3 separate regions of the Zea mays genome follow, and all the other regions are linked to region 2. Evidence: chromatin contacts called from public Hi-C data. All regions are on one chromosome and are shown on one strand. Each heading gives the region's core, a stretch centred on a gene start, on an enhancer-like site or on the middle of the called end of the contact. The rest is flanking DNA. Distances are from core to core; before and after follow the strand shown. Region 1 holds the start of LOC100281845 (SAUR25 - auxin-responsive SAUR family member). Region 2 holds the start of LOC103638885 (probable transcription factor KAN4). Region 3 holds the start of LOC103638882 (molybdenum cofactor sulfurase).

Region 1 (4,818 bases), core at 537-3,036, 150 kb after region 2:
TACAACTTGACAAGTTGGAGGACTTTCCAGTGTGCGATTTATCTCTTAACAGCTCCCACGCGACAGATACACCTTCCTCCAACGCGCGTTCTTTGAAACTAGGCCAGTACGAAAGGCACTAAAAATATATTAGTTAAAAGCACGACGCACGCGAGCTCTGAATCCGTCCACTCCCACAATGCAGGCGGCCGAACCGGTGGCGGCCGTTCGTGAGGAGCCGGACGCCTCCAGCCCGTCAGAGCTCCCAGAGCCGCCAGCGCCGGCGGACGCGGCGAGGCCGTCGGTTCCGTCGCGCGAACTGCATTGCCCGGGCGGCGCTCGCTGCTGTACACGCACAGCGCGCAGATGCCATTTCGGTGCCCGCACAGCCTCTGCTTTCCGCTGCTCGGCGCTGGCGTTCACCAGCATCTGATGCCTCCGCAAGCCCAGCCACTCCAGAAGATCCTATCCTGTGGCCCTGGCGCGCTAATTGACGGCATGGGGAGCGACCCCCATCGAAAACCGCAGCGCACGAAGAGAGTACAGAAATAAAATTACGGAGATAAACTGAACTCGGCACATCGCACCGCATTGGGACACACGGGTAAGAGAACTTTTGGCATTTTTTTCCTCGGTCTCAGTCACGAGATCACTAGCCTTGCGGCATTGGAGTATTGTTAAGATCTCAAAAGCCCTAAGAGGGAAACAGAAGGCAGGTAGTGCTCACTGCTGAGCAGTCACAACTAGCTAGTACTACTTCAATACAACCACCACTAGAGCTAGAGCAAGACTGCGGAGAGCTAGATCTAGACGAAGACCCAAAATCACGGCAGGAGCAACAACAAAGAAGGAAGAAAAAATTCCCACCAGACAGCAGGCACTAAAACGGTTGAGCTGCAGGAGAAAATCCCCTTTGTACCCCCACCCATCCTAGGATCCACCAGCCACCACAGTCAACCCTCCCGTATGTACAGGCACACACAGTCGTACGTCCCACGCAGGGGGGTAATTCAGTAAGAAGACGAGCGGCGCTTGGCGCTGCCGTTTTTTAGTTTTCACCGAGGGGGCAAGGACAAATCTCAATTACGCCCTCCGCGGCAAATGCGGCGAATGTTTCTTTTTTTTTTCCTTTCCGCCGCACTGGAGGGGGCGGGACGGGGGGAGGAGCGGTGGCGGCGGCGTCGGAGCGAGCGGGCGGGCAGGGGATGCCGTAGCCGAACCCGGAGCCTAGGAGTAGTAGCAGAGCGCCGCAGCGTCGTCGTCGGGGTGGTCCGCGGCGGCGCAGGCGGAGGAGAGCTGGAGGAGGAGGTCGCGGAAGTCGGCGACGGGGCAGGGGATGCGGAGCGCGCCGGGGTGTCCGTACCCGTACTCCTGCGCGGCGCGCCGGAGCAGCGCGGCGAAGGCCGGGCGGCCGAGGAGCTCGGCGCGCACGGCGTAGCGCTCCACGGGGCCGCCCTCCTCGCCGACGCACACGGGCACGTGGCCCTCCGGCACGCGCGCGCCGCCGCCCAGCCGCCGCGCGCCGGCCGCGAGCGCGGCCGCCTTCCCGGGCGCCGCGGCGTCCGGCCGGAGAGGCTCGTACGCGGCGGCGGCGGCGCAGGCGTCGGCCGCGGCCACGCGGGAGAGGCGCCGGAGCAGGCGCTTCATGCTGGAGACGGAGCGGTGGGCCGTGGGCGGAGAGAGAGCCCTGCTGCGGGACCTTGCGACGGCGGTGTCGGCCGGAGGTGAGGATGCGGTGCTTGGAGCAGCTGATGAGGGGGAGGCTGGAGGCAGCAACAGCCCACAGACCACAGTGCGTTTGTAGTTGTACCGGCTGGCCATGTGGCTCCTCGTTGTCTCCTTTATATAACGGACGGGGGAGGAGCAGGCGGAAGTTTGCTTTGCCAAGGTCTTTTTCTTTCTATGATTATTTTTTTAATCTCCATTTGCCAGTTGCAAATCCTTTCCTCAGGGTGCGCTGGCTTTGTGGGCACTTCATACTACCCTACCAACTAAAAAATACTTCTAGGCTCCCGGAACACTTCATCGTACAGTATTGCTTTAAAACACGCGAATTATTACTCGTACATAAGAGTGCACTTGTCGTGAAACGTAACTAATATTGGGGAAAACATTAGTAAGAAGATAAAAAATGGCGCGATTCGTTAAAAAAAGGGGTAGACCCAATTCCTCTATAACGAAGAGATCGTAACAGAATTCAAAATCCAGTTCCCGAGATGTACGAGTGCGGGACTGCGGGTACTGTAGGAGAGTACCCGGCAGGTACACCACGGGATGGACGGGAGCATCGCAGCAAAGCCGATCGATCGGTTGGGTGGCCCGTCGGCTGGGGCCGACCGCGACCGGTGCCCGGCCCGGCCGCTTCCTTCCGTAGTCCGCTCGTACGGTTCCGTGCCGTCCGCGCGCCCCAGCGAGCGCCAGACTAGAGGACGAGGGCTTGGGTTGCCAGATTGGAATGCGGGGAGTCGCCGTCGCGGGGCCCGCACACTGATCTGGCACATGGAGGAGAGAGGATAGCAACGTCAGTTATTTTTGTGTGAGTGTGAGGAGTATTTCTCTCTCTCTCTCACGAGTAGAGATGGCAATGGGTACCCGAAACCCGAAACCCGATGGGTTTTTACCCCATTAGGGTATGGGTTTGGGTCAAATTTCATACCCACGGGTTTGTTAATGGGCATAAATCTATACCCGACGGGTTTATGGGTACGGGTTTGTTCCTATAGTACCCAAACCCGTGAACCCGTGGGTTTTTTAAACCCGACCAAACCTAGTGCATATTGTCATTTTATTTTATAAATGAACAACACACTTGTTATTCCTTATTTACTTCCTAACTTTATCAACTGGTGAATGTATTAGTAGTCGGTGAGAGTGTTGCTTGCTTGCTATTATAGTTTTTACTAGTGTTATATATGTGATGGATGGATAACTTAGTGCAAGGTCACTTAATTATACAACTTATTATTTGTATTTCATTCTCTCTACTAATAATTTTTATACCAAATCATGAACTCGTTGTTCATTACATAAAATTTGGATCATGATCTCATTAATCATTACGATACTTATTGATTATGAGAAGAACAAGTATATTGAGATGAAACCCGCGGGTAACCCATGGGTACCCGCTAACCCGATGGGTACGGGTTTGGGCAAAATCTCAAACCCGTCATGGGTACGGGTTTTTTAATGGGCATAGATATTTTTCACGGGTATGGGTTTGGGATGGCAAAACCCAGCGGGTTTGTACCCATTGCCATCTCTACTCACGAGCCAGGAGTCCGGAGAAAATAGCGCGCGTCCGTCCCTACACTGCGTTAGCCGGTTGGTTTTATAAGTTAGCGTTTGACACGACCAGGTTTTCAAAAATGTGATGATGATACGTAAACAGAGTACATGTCCTAGCGTTGTACCGGAGCCAACTCTTTACGCTTTACACAAAAATAACAGATAACCGGAAGCCGTGCATATATGTTTGTCAATTTGAAACTTCGCGGAAGAGCACAATTGCACAAATGTCTATCCTGGATATAAATACCCCTTTGTTACAACAGAAAAATAAATCAAGTCAACAAGTATGAACACGTGTTATACTGGTTTCGAACGTATATATTTTAACCGTAATGTCTTCATCATCAATTTTACCTAGGCCTTTATAAGAAAGAATGAAGTATTAAACTACATCAACAAGAGAGTGCATATATAGAAGGCAAGCTTCATCATACACTACACTACACCAAAATAGTAAACTTCCTAGAGCCTAAACCCTAGGAAGTTAGGCCTAAACTCTAGGAAGTTAGCGAAACTCTCGGAAGTTAAGTCATCCCGTCGGAAGTTTGGCTCTCGAAAATTTTTTGTCGGAAGTTAGCTTAACTTCCTAGAGGGCTCTAGGAAGTTAGTTAACTTCCTACGGCCTGCTAAGTCTCTCGGAAGTTAGTAGATTCTCGGAAGTTAGTAGTTTCACGGCGTCAGCGCCGTCAGCTGGCTAACTTCCTACGAGTAACTTCCTACGGCTTACTGTAGCCTCTAGGAAGTTAGCTGGCTAACTTCCTACGGCTGACTGTAGCCCCTAGGAAGTTAGCTGTCTAACTTCCTACGGCTGACTGTAGCCTCTAGGAAGTTAGATGTCTAACTTCCTACGGCTTTCTGTAGCCTCTAGGAAGTTAATTTGGCCAGCATTACAAATGTTGTTTATATTTTACACCACATTGCACAAAATAACAAATATATCAACAGCTACATAACACAACAGATTATCACATAAAACATCTCACACACAATCACATAACAATATTTAAATCCATAGTCTCATCAATTATTACATCACAAAAGTCTCATCCATAGTCTCATCATCACAAAAGTCTCACAAATATCATCATCCAGTACTAATAAAAGACAATATCTCATACATAGTCATAATAAAAGTCTCAAGTATCAGAACACAATAACATGGAAGCTCACGGTCGCCGATCACCATCGATACCTCCACTATTCAAGAGGGTATCGACAAAGTCTAACCCGTCCTCTTGTTCATGCGTCGGCAAGGTAGCTGGAGGGGTCTAATATAAATGTACAAATGACATTTGCTCAGTTACATCAAAATATACTAACAACAACTAAATGATGATAAATATGCATACCTGAAAGGGAAATGTACCTTTGGGCCATTTCTAAGTATTTTGGTGATTGAGTGCAAACACAAGTGCTTAAATGTGAAAATATGCCCATGGATGAACAAAGTGCAAATCACAAGTTAAGGTATGTTTCTAAGCCTTAGTACATTGTTTTTGTGTACTAATATCTTGTCTAAGTGTTAGAAACAGAAAGAAGAAGAGAAGA
Region 2 (4,367 bases), core at 700-3,199:
CCTATCATATCAACGAGCTGAGGTGAGCCGATCGGGATGCATCCATGAATTTGGATTGGATGTGGATACTCGCAACTTTTTCTCGCCTCCTCCAAAGTCTACAATTCATTGCCCGTACGTACAGAATGCTTGGTCCTTCTATCATTTTCTCGTGATGTCGTCGACACTGGTGTAATGCTGATAGGTAACTGCAAACTCCTACCTCGTGACTTGAGAAGCATTCTATCTTGCAAGGTTCCGATATGATACCAGCCACAGAAATTCCACAGCGGTTTATTTAGTGCACGGATCCTCCAAACGCGCATTATATTAATTATCAATCCATATCATCAAGAATAATTATTTTGGAAACATGGTCTTTATGAGATGATCTTATTGGGCATCTCTTTTGAATCATTCAAATGACGCAACATGATTTGCCAAGTCATATATGCGTGTTTTTTTTCGCTAATTACATTGATCAACACATACACTCACAGCAGACGCACATAAACTTAACCCTTAGGCCTTATTCGGTTATTCCTATCCATGTGGATTGAGCAGAGATAGGATGGATTAAAAGAAATTTTGACTTGCTATGGATTTAAACTCACTCAATCCACTCCAATTCACATAGATTGAGCTTTGAGAGTAAACCGAACATGCCCTTAGGGCAATGTTAGTTTTCATCACAATCCATATGGATTAGAGAGGATTACGTGGATTTAAACCCATAGCAAGTCAAAATCTCAACTATTTTTTCGATCTCTTCCGACTCTATTCCATATGGTGTAGAAATAACCAAACAGGACCTTACGATTGTCTTGGAAGATTGAGCTAGCAAATACTCGAGAACTCGAGATTGACGAAGTTACTGGAGACACCTTGTCGTCTATGGGAACGTCACCTATCACTGAAAGTACAACGAACTACATGCCAATTTCCCGCATACAAATCAACATAGCTATAGCTAGCTAGTACGAACAAATCCTCCGGTGTCAGCTAGCTAGCTATCATGTGGCCTGTGTTATGTATGCAGCTGCCTATTTAATTTACACCACCTTCAATCCCCACACACACAAATGAAACTGCACTTTTCCATATATATTGTGAGAAATATGTTGGCCATTTGAACTATATCACTAATTAACAAGAAGTGACTTTTCCCGCCCCCAAGGGATCGCCTCTATGCCCATTCCCGCATGCTTTCACACACGCTGTTCACATTGCAGCGTACAGTGTCGGAGTCGGATCGAGCCACTTGCTGCATATATATACATGCAAGTGTACGTATAGGAGTGTTAGCTACGCCCATACATCACATTCGTTTCCCATTTCCTGGGGGAAATAAATCCAGGGCCCAGAGTTGAATTGACCTTCTGAATCTTTATTATATATATATGCCTTGCTTTATGTGTACTTCTGAATTCAAATCCTATATATACGGACGAATTAATCGTACGTATAGAGACAACACTCGCTCCACACTGCCAATTTTTGTTCTCGAAATTCTTTCGTCAAACCTGCTAAGCCACACCACATAGATGAAGGGGACAGCTATTAAATGTACGCGTTGAAAACAACTGAAATTAACCACCGGAAAATAATATCAGCGCGCGCGGATCCCTTTTTGTCAAACAGGAGAACCGTTCGCCACCAGCGTGATTTTTTAGGTAGACGACCTGGACAATATAACCAATAGAGCTATGCATGGTTGAATTATACTTGCTGCATTTTGGTTGCCTTGCCCTCTCCTGAACATATGCATGCATGGACGGCCAGAACCCTGTGGCTACGGGTTACCTATACTTTCGTCGTCGCCGATGCTGTAAAATTGGTGGAGATCGAGCACACAGTGTCAGCGTCGACGACGTCAATTCCACGCAGGTACTAGCTCACCAGTATCGGTTCCATCTTCAGGCAGATACCTGGCTTGAGCGCATCGATCGGTTGCATACAACACTAGAATGAACACTACTGTGGATAGTCTTGGAGAAGCTAGCTGAGTGAGCATGTTTGACTGGACTAGGTCAGAGAACTCAGCCTTCTCTCTCTTTCCCTTCCTTTCCCATCCCTTCGAGTGTTCTGCTTTCTCTCTTCTTCTCCTTTACACATTCCGGGTTCCGGCGGCCTTATATATGCTGCTGTCATCCCGTTTGCACGGTAGGCAGCAAGCAAAAGTACTTAAAATATATGCTGCAAGGCCGGTGTTCGTCATCGTCTTCGGCCAAACTCTCAACAACAGATATTTATATATAACGAGCGCAGCTAGCTAGCTAGAGCCTGAAAGAATTGAGAAGCTAAGGATAGAGGCGAAGCTAGGCTGCGAACCACTGGATCAAGAGGAGCTAGCTAGGCAGCGAGAATGAGAGGGTTTGAGAGAAAAGGGGTCCGGCAGTACAACCGGTCAGAGGTGCCGAGGATGCGGTGGACGGAGGAGCTGCACCGGCAGTTCGTCGAGGCCGTCGAGTGCCTCGGTGGCCAGGACGGTGAGTCGGCCCGCTTCTAATACTTCCCTTCTTCTCCGATCCGACTGCATGCGTGAGACATGCCCTAGCCCTGCATGCTTTCATTGATCTGGATCTCTCCATGCATGGTTGCTTACTTCCTTTTACTACCTTTATTTGTCGGGAGGTGACCGAAGGGCGCAGCTTGTTTTTCTTTATTCAGTTCGCTTGTAGTTTTGAGGGTTTTGATTATCTAATTCCCCTCAGTGTTTAGGTTGTTAATTAGGCAGAGAGTTTGTTGGTGGTGGAATCCACCGGGCAAAGGAAAAAAATAAATAAGAAAACACGTGTTTCGCATGCTTGAATGACGAACATATATTATCCTCGGGTGATTTATCCTGTGTAGTTTAGGCGATTACATATAGCTTTTTTTTTGCTGATAGATAAATCCTGTTCACGAAAGTTTGAAACGTTTCTACAGCCAGTTCCAAATACTTTTGATAGAATTACCGCGAAAGATACGAATTGCATACTCGAATTAGTAAGCTATATATATGAGAAAGTTATTAATTTCATTACTATTTCATACGTTATACAACGATATTCATGCAATATATATACCCACAAAATCATTTACACTGGTTATTCTTCATACAAAAGGCAATGACCATATGGTTTATGGGGTAGCAACATATATATATGCGCACATATCTTGTCAGAAATTAGTTTGGAGAAAGATCATGCTTCAGAATCAGTTGTATTATTGTGTGTGTTGTTAACCTTTCGTTTTCCAATGTCATGCAGAAGCAACTCCGAAGCGAATTCTTCAGCTGATGGGCGCGAAGGGAGTTAGCATATCTCATATCAAGAGCCATCTTCAGGTACGTACTTTATGATGTATAATCAATTTTGCTTGTATATTATTAGAAGCCTATACATTAATTATGTGCATGCATTTCAGCTTCTTATTGTATGGGATACGCATGCTAACCTTTTTTTTAATTAATTCTAGCTATTTACAAATTACAACAAACCTTGTTAATTTTTTTTTTCCAATGAAATGATCAGATGTACAGAGCCTCCATCTCCAGCAGCAGCAGTACCCATCATCAGCCCAGCCTCCAGAAGTCGACATCAACCGCAGCGAGCAACAACAAGCGCGTGTTCTTCACGCGTGAAGATTGTGCGTCACAGGAAGGCAACGCTCCAGCTTCAGACAAGAACATCTATACCACCACGGTCCGTGGTTGCGGCCAGTACTCATCACCGTACCAAATGTAAGTGCGTTAATTATTAGCACAAATCAATCACGCTTCCCAATCTTCAAATGATCGAACAGGAAACTAAATTTCCTGGAAATTTCGCCAGATTTGAAATTAAACTCGACTGTTTTTACTAGCAGACCGTCGCTACAGCAAGTGTTCAGATGCTGGGAACAAAAGAGAGGGCGTGTTGCTTGGAACTCCGACGTGCTAACAACAGAGAAGGTAATAGTAGTATATACGCACGGGTTTCCGTTATATGGCTAGTTGGGAACCTATTTTCGCAAGAGATTTTCATTTTTAAAGAGAAATTAATTCATTTTCTTTAAAAAAAATAGAAATTTATAAGAAAATAGAGTTCCTAAACTAGCTCTTAATTATATGATCCATCTGCAGACAAATAAAATGTACTCAAACAATAACGCATGCATGTACCATATTCCCTAGAAGCTTCATTTTGGTCATTCGGTGGCAGGCTGCCAAACTCCCATGCTGCCCTACTCATGCATGATTGCATGGTCCAGACCCTTGATGAGCTAGCTAACTATAGCTAGTAGATGAAAAATGACTCTCTGAATAGAATGCTTCCAAAGTCATGATAGTAGTTTAGATTAGCGTGTTAACGTTGATGCCTTGATTGTTACACTTACACGACCATCTTCTCTGCTTGTATTATTCC
Region 3 (4,458 bases), core at 1,317-3,816, 180 kb before region 2:
CATAGGCGTTCTTAGAAAACTATATTATTTTAGCTCTCGTTTCTACTAGCAAGGTGACAAGAATAAAAGAAAATATTGCCTTGTGAGATCGAGTATCCTATGCCAACCTAAGAATCAAGGAGGCCTTCGGATCCATGATTTGAATATTAACATAGCCTTACTGAGTAAATGGTTATTTAGATTATTAACATAAGAGGGAACTTGACACCAATTTTAAAAAATAAATATTTGGGCTCGAAACCACTTGCCCAAGCGGCATGGAAATTAGAAGACTCACATTTTTTTGTTTGATGAAGATGAAGCAATACTTTTTTCGCTTTGGAACCTTCAAGACTAATAATGGATCGCATGTGATGTTCTAGGAAGATACATGGTTTGGAACAAATGCTCTAAAAGACCAATACTCTGTGTTATATAGTATAACTAGAAAGAAGCACGTAACCATTGCCGACAACATAAGCTAACATCTTTTGGAGACGAACTTTGTTTGGGTCTAGATTGGTGGCATGGAATGAATTACTTTCACGCATCACTAACATTCACCTAACATGAGATGTGGACGCCTTCTACTTGGACATTGTCCCCGTGAGGACAATTCTATGCAAAGTCACATTATCAAGCATTGATTAGGCGTGAGGTACCAAATTTAAATAAAAGCATGTGGAATATAAAAGCCCCACTTAAGATCAAAATCTTTTTGTAGTATCTCTCTTTTTTTGAACTGTTCATAGTTCATATGTTAGATTTTACATAGTTCTTGTCCGATCTGATCTTTGGTACTCCGGATGGTCCGGGGCAAGGGTCTGAATGGTCCGCGACATACTGGTTTTGAGATAATCTTCCTTGAAATATTTCTTGAGTACCTGATTTTATATCTTAGCAAACTAGTTAGCTCAATTTGTTGTGATGGACGTCAATTACCAAAACAAGTGTGGGAATGCTTTTTAGGCCTATTTCCCTTTCAAGATTGACATTGATTAATTCAATTCTCATAAGCCTTCCAATGTATATGATGTCTTTTTCTTGCGGTTCCCATAGGCGTTCTTAGAAAACTATATTATTTTAGCTCTCGTTTCTACTAGCAAGGTGACAAGAATAAAAGAAAATATTGCCTTGTGAGATCGAGTATCCTATGCCAACCTAAGAATCAAGGAGGCCTTCGGATCCATGATTTGAATATTAACATAGCCTTACTGAGTAAATGGTTATTTAGATTATTAACATAAGAGGGAACTTGACACCAATTTTAAAAAATAAATATTTGGGCTCGAAACCACTTGCCCAAGCGGCATGGAAATTAGAAGACTCACATTTTTTTGTTTGATGAAGATGAAGCAATACTTTTTTCGCTTTGGAACCTTCAAGACTAATAATGGATCGCATGTGATGTTCTAGGAAGATACATGGTTTGGAACAAATGCTCTAAAAGACCAATACTCTGTGTTATATAGTATAACTAGAAAGAAGCACGTAACCATTGCCGACAACATAAGCTAACATCTTTTGGAGACGAACTTTGTTTGGGTCTAGATTGGTGGCATGGAATGAATTACTTTCACGCATCACTAACATTCACCTAACATGAGATGTGGACGCCTTCTACTTGGACATTGTCCCCGTGAGGACAATTCTATGCAAAGTCACATTATCAAGCATTGATTAGGCGTGAGGTACCAAATTTAAATAAAAGCATGTGGAATATAAAAGCCCCACTTAAGATCAAAATCTTTTTGTAGTATCTTAGGAGGGGAGTGATACTAACAAATGATAATTTAGCAAGCCGCAACTGGCAAGGAAACAAAATATGTTGCTTTTGTAATGAAGAAGAGATAATTCAACACTTATTTTTTATTGTTGGTTTGCTCATATGACATGGGCTTTAATTCACATGCCCTTCACGATATCTAAACCGTTTAATGTCTCCAATTTGTTTGGTACCTGGCTTAGTGACTTTGATAGAAATATTAGAAAGATAATCTTACTTGGTGGTGCTACAACATGTTGGTCTCTTTGGTTACACATGAATGATATTGTCTTTGAAAAGGAAACTAATTCTTCTCCCTCGCAGGTTATCCATATCATTGCTCATTGGCCTCGAATATGGGCTATTTTCCAGAATGCGGAGTTGCGACCTATGGTTGTGGAGGCTACACAATACTTGATGCGTCTGACAAATGACTTTCCCACGGATACATATGTGGCGGTCTAGTCTTCAGATTGATTATTATTAGAGTATGTGAGTTATCAAGTTTATTTGTTTCAAAGTTGTGTGCTTTTTAAGTAGAGACCGAAAGAAATTTTAAAGGCTTTATCTCTAGATGTAACGTGCTTAAAGTTATTAATAAAATATTCTTTTATCAAAAAAATTATAAACTATAGTTTTGTATTGGAGCTAGAATTGGAGCAATTTTAAACACCCCTTTACTTGGGCCATAGCACAACGTATCTACGTGCCATGCTTAGGTCTGGGGGCCTACATGGCCACCTGCCACGAGTTTGGCCCAGACCGGCCCATGCAGACAGAAGCGGTGGGGCAAGAGTGTATTCGGTCTCCTCCCCACGTCATCGCTGACGCTTGCAGAAAACGGAAGCTCCCCTATGCCCTATGGCCTATGGCCGCTCCATTGACCGTGGAGGTGGTGTGGAATATTGCGTTGCTTGCGCGAGCTCTTACGCATCTTCTTCTCTTCGAGCCTTCCACAGTTCTACCTCCCGCCCGCTGGTCCCTAGCCGTCAAGAGATTCCACGCTACTGGCTTTCTTGCCCCACGCCGTATGGTTATCGTCCAGCACGAGCGGAGAAACTGAAACACGATCCCAACCAATTCAGAACCCGATTTGGTGATCACCTCCATTCTCGGTAGCACTTAATTCCAGGGACAGCAATAAGAATTGCTCCTCTCCAAGTTCTTTTGGAGCGTAATCTTATCCGTTTGGGTCGGATTGATATTTGATAACTTGATTGCCATTTGGGGAGTTGCGGGAGAGAGAGAGAGATGGGCCAGAGCAAGGCGGAGTTCTTGAAGCAGTTCGGTGGGGACTACGGTTACCCGGACGCGCCTAGGGGCATCGACGAGCTGCGGGCCGCCGAGTTCAAGCGCCTGGAAGGTGTGATTTCGCGATCTCCTAAATTCATTCCGCGACCTTCTTTTATTAGGAAGTTTGAGCTTTGTTGATGTGGCTAAGAGGAGTTATGTCAATTTTGACGACGTGACTGAGAATGTATTTCGTTAAGAGGATAATTTTAAGCTTAACATGTATAGAAGTTTGCAGCTTGCTACTTTGCTAGTTTCTAAAGATGTGTTTGTTTTGAGGAGCAGGGATGGTTTACCTGGACCATGCTGGTGCGACACTGTACTCAGAGGCACAGATGACGGATGTTGCTAGAGACCTTATGTCTAATGTCTATGGGAATCCTCGTATCCTTAAATTTGGGAGGTCTGTTCACAAGAGATTGTTCTTTCGTTGATATGCATTTCCTTTTAAAATTTATTGTGGTTGTGTTCTTTGACATGCCTTAAGATAGCCAGAACGATTCAAGCATGGCTACAATCGATGCTGTTACTTCTGTGCGGCATCAGGTACTGCATATTATAAAAAAATGGACCTATCATTTCTTATGTTTGTATTTTCCATTATGGAACTTCTTTTTTCTTTTTGAAAATCAGCTAGCACTGCAGCAGTTCGTTTAAGAAAGCCAATGCTAGTGATTGGCATCCGTTACTGATATTATGCTAACAAGTCACAACAACTATTTACATGTCTATTTCAGCATATGTTCTAAACTAGAAATACTCAATTACATATAATTGAAGTTGAAAAGGAGTATGGATATAGTTTTCATGCTTCACTCTGATCAAAAGAACTGTAAAATGGTGCTAACGTTGTACACAATTGTATGCACATGAGAGAAGTTGCAACCAGCCTTTTCTTGCTTATGATGCAAACTTTATCCTCACAGGTCCTAAAATACTTCAATGCATCTCCAAGGGACTACAAATGTATATTTACATCAGGGGCAACAGCAGCCCTAAAACTTGTTGGTGAATGTTTTCCATGGAGTAGAGACAGTTGCTATATGTACACAATGGAAAATCATAATAGTGTTCTTGGGATAAGAGAGTATCCTACCATGGTTTACAACTCTACTTATTGACTAGTTAATGTATATATCATTATGCAAGTACATGCTCCAATGATGCAATGTATCATCATTGCTTGATCTATATATATTTATACTCCGACGCCCTCAGAAATATGGCAAAATAGTTATTTTTCCTTTCTACCCCCCTTTATCAGTAGGTTCTATAAAACTCTCAAAAGGGCAGACTCAGTGCTGGAGGCTCCCACATGAGTGGTGTCTGAGAAAGGGATAAACCAAGGCAAATGCGGAGAGGCTGTTTCAAACCCGCAATATGGTGACTCAGTGAGACAACTGTCACCACTGCACTAGGCCTGC

The links. A called contact is a pair of places that touch in the nucleus more often than the background predicts.
Region 1: a contact with region 2 is called in a Hi-C map of tassel, with 4 times the contacts expected there. The contact joins the promoter of LOC100281845 here to the promoter of LOC103638885 in region 2. A contact is called at or near these places in 4 of 25 Hi-C or Micro-C datasets (bundle sheath, ear, leaf mesophyll and 1 more).
Region 3: a contact with region 2 is called in a Hi-C map of bundle sheath, with 3 times the contacts expected there. The contact joins the promoter of LOC103638882 here to the promoter of LOC103638885 in region 2. A contact is called at or near these places in 9 of 25 Hi-C or Micro-C datasets (bundle sheath, ear, endosperm and 4 more) and 1 of 3 datasets of contacts at active chromatin or transcription factors (seedling).

The regions. Positions count from the first base shown.
Region 1 is chr9:116,106,899-116,111,716 of Zm-B73-REFERENCE-NAM-5.0, forward strand. It overlaps LOC100281845 (SAUR25 - auxin-responsive SAUR family member), which reads right to left and starts at 1,787. Exons shown (of 1, transcript NM_001154765.2): 1 at 587-1,787. The coding sequence starts at 1,626. The coding sequence ends at 1,207.
Region 2 is chr9:115,960,828-115,965,194 of Zm-B73-REFERENCE-NAM-5.0, forward strand. LOC103638885 (probable transcription factor KAN4) reads left to right here and starts at 1,950. Exons shown (of 5, transcript XM_008661672.4): 1 at 1,950-2,468; 2 at 3,231-3,307; 3 at 3,495-3,703; 4 at 3,829-3,913. The coding sequence starts at 2,345.
Region 3 is chr9:115,783,138-115,787,595 of Zm-B73-REFERENCE-NAM-5.0, forward strand. LOC103638882 (molybdenum cofactor sulfurase) reads left to right here and starts at 2,567. Exons shown (of 22, transcript XM_020544069.3): 1 at 2,567-3,107; 2 at 3,320-3,418; 3 at 3,522-3,580; 4 at 3,961-4,121. The coding sequence starts at 2,996.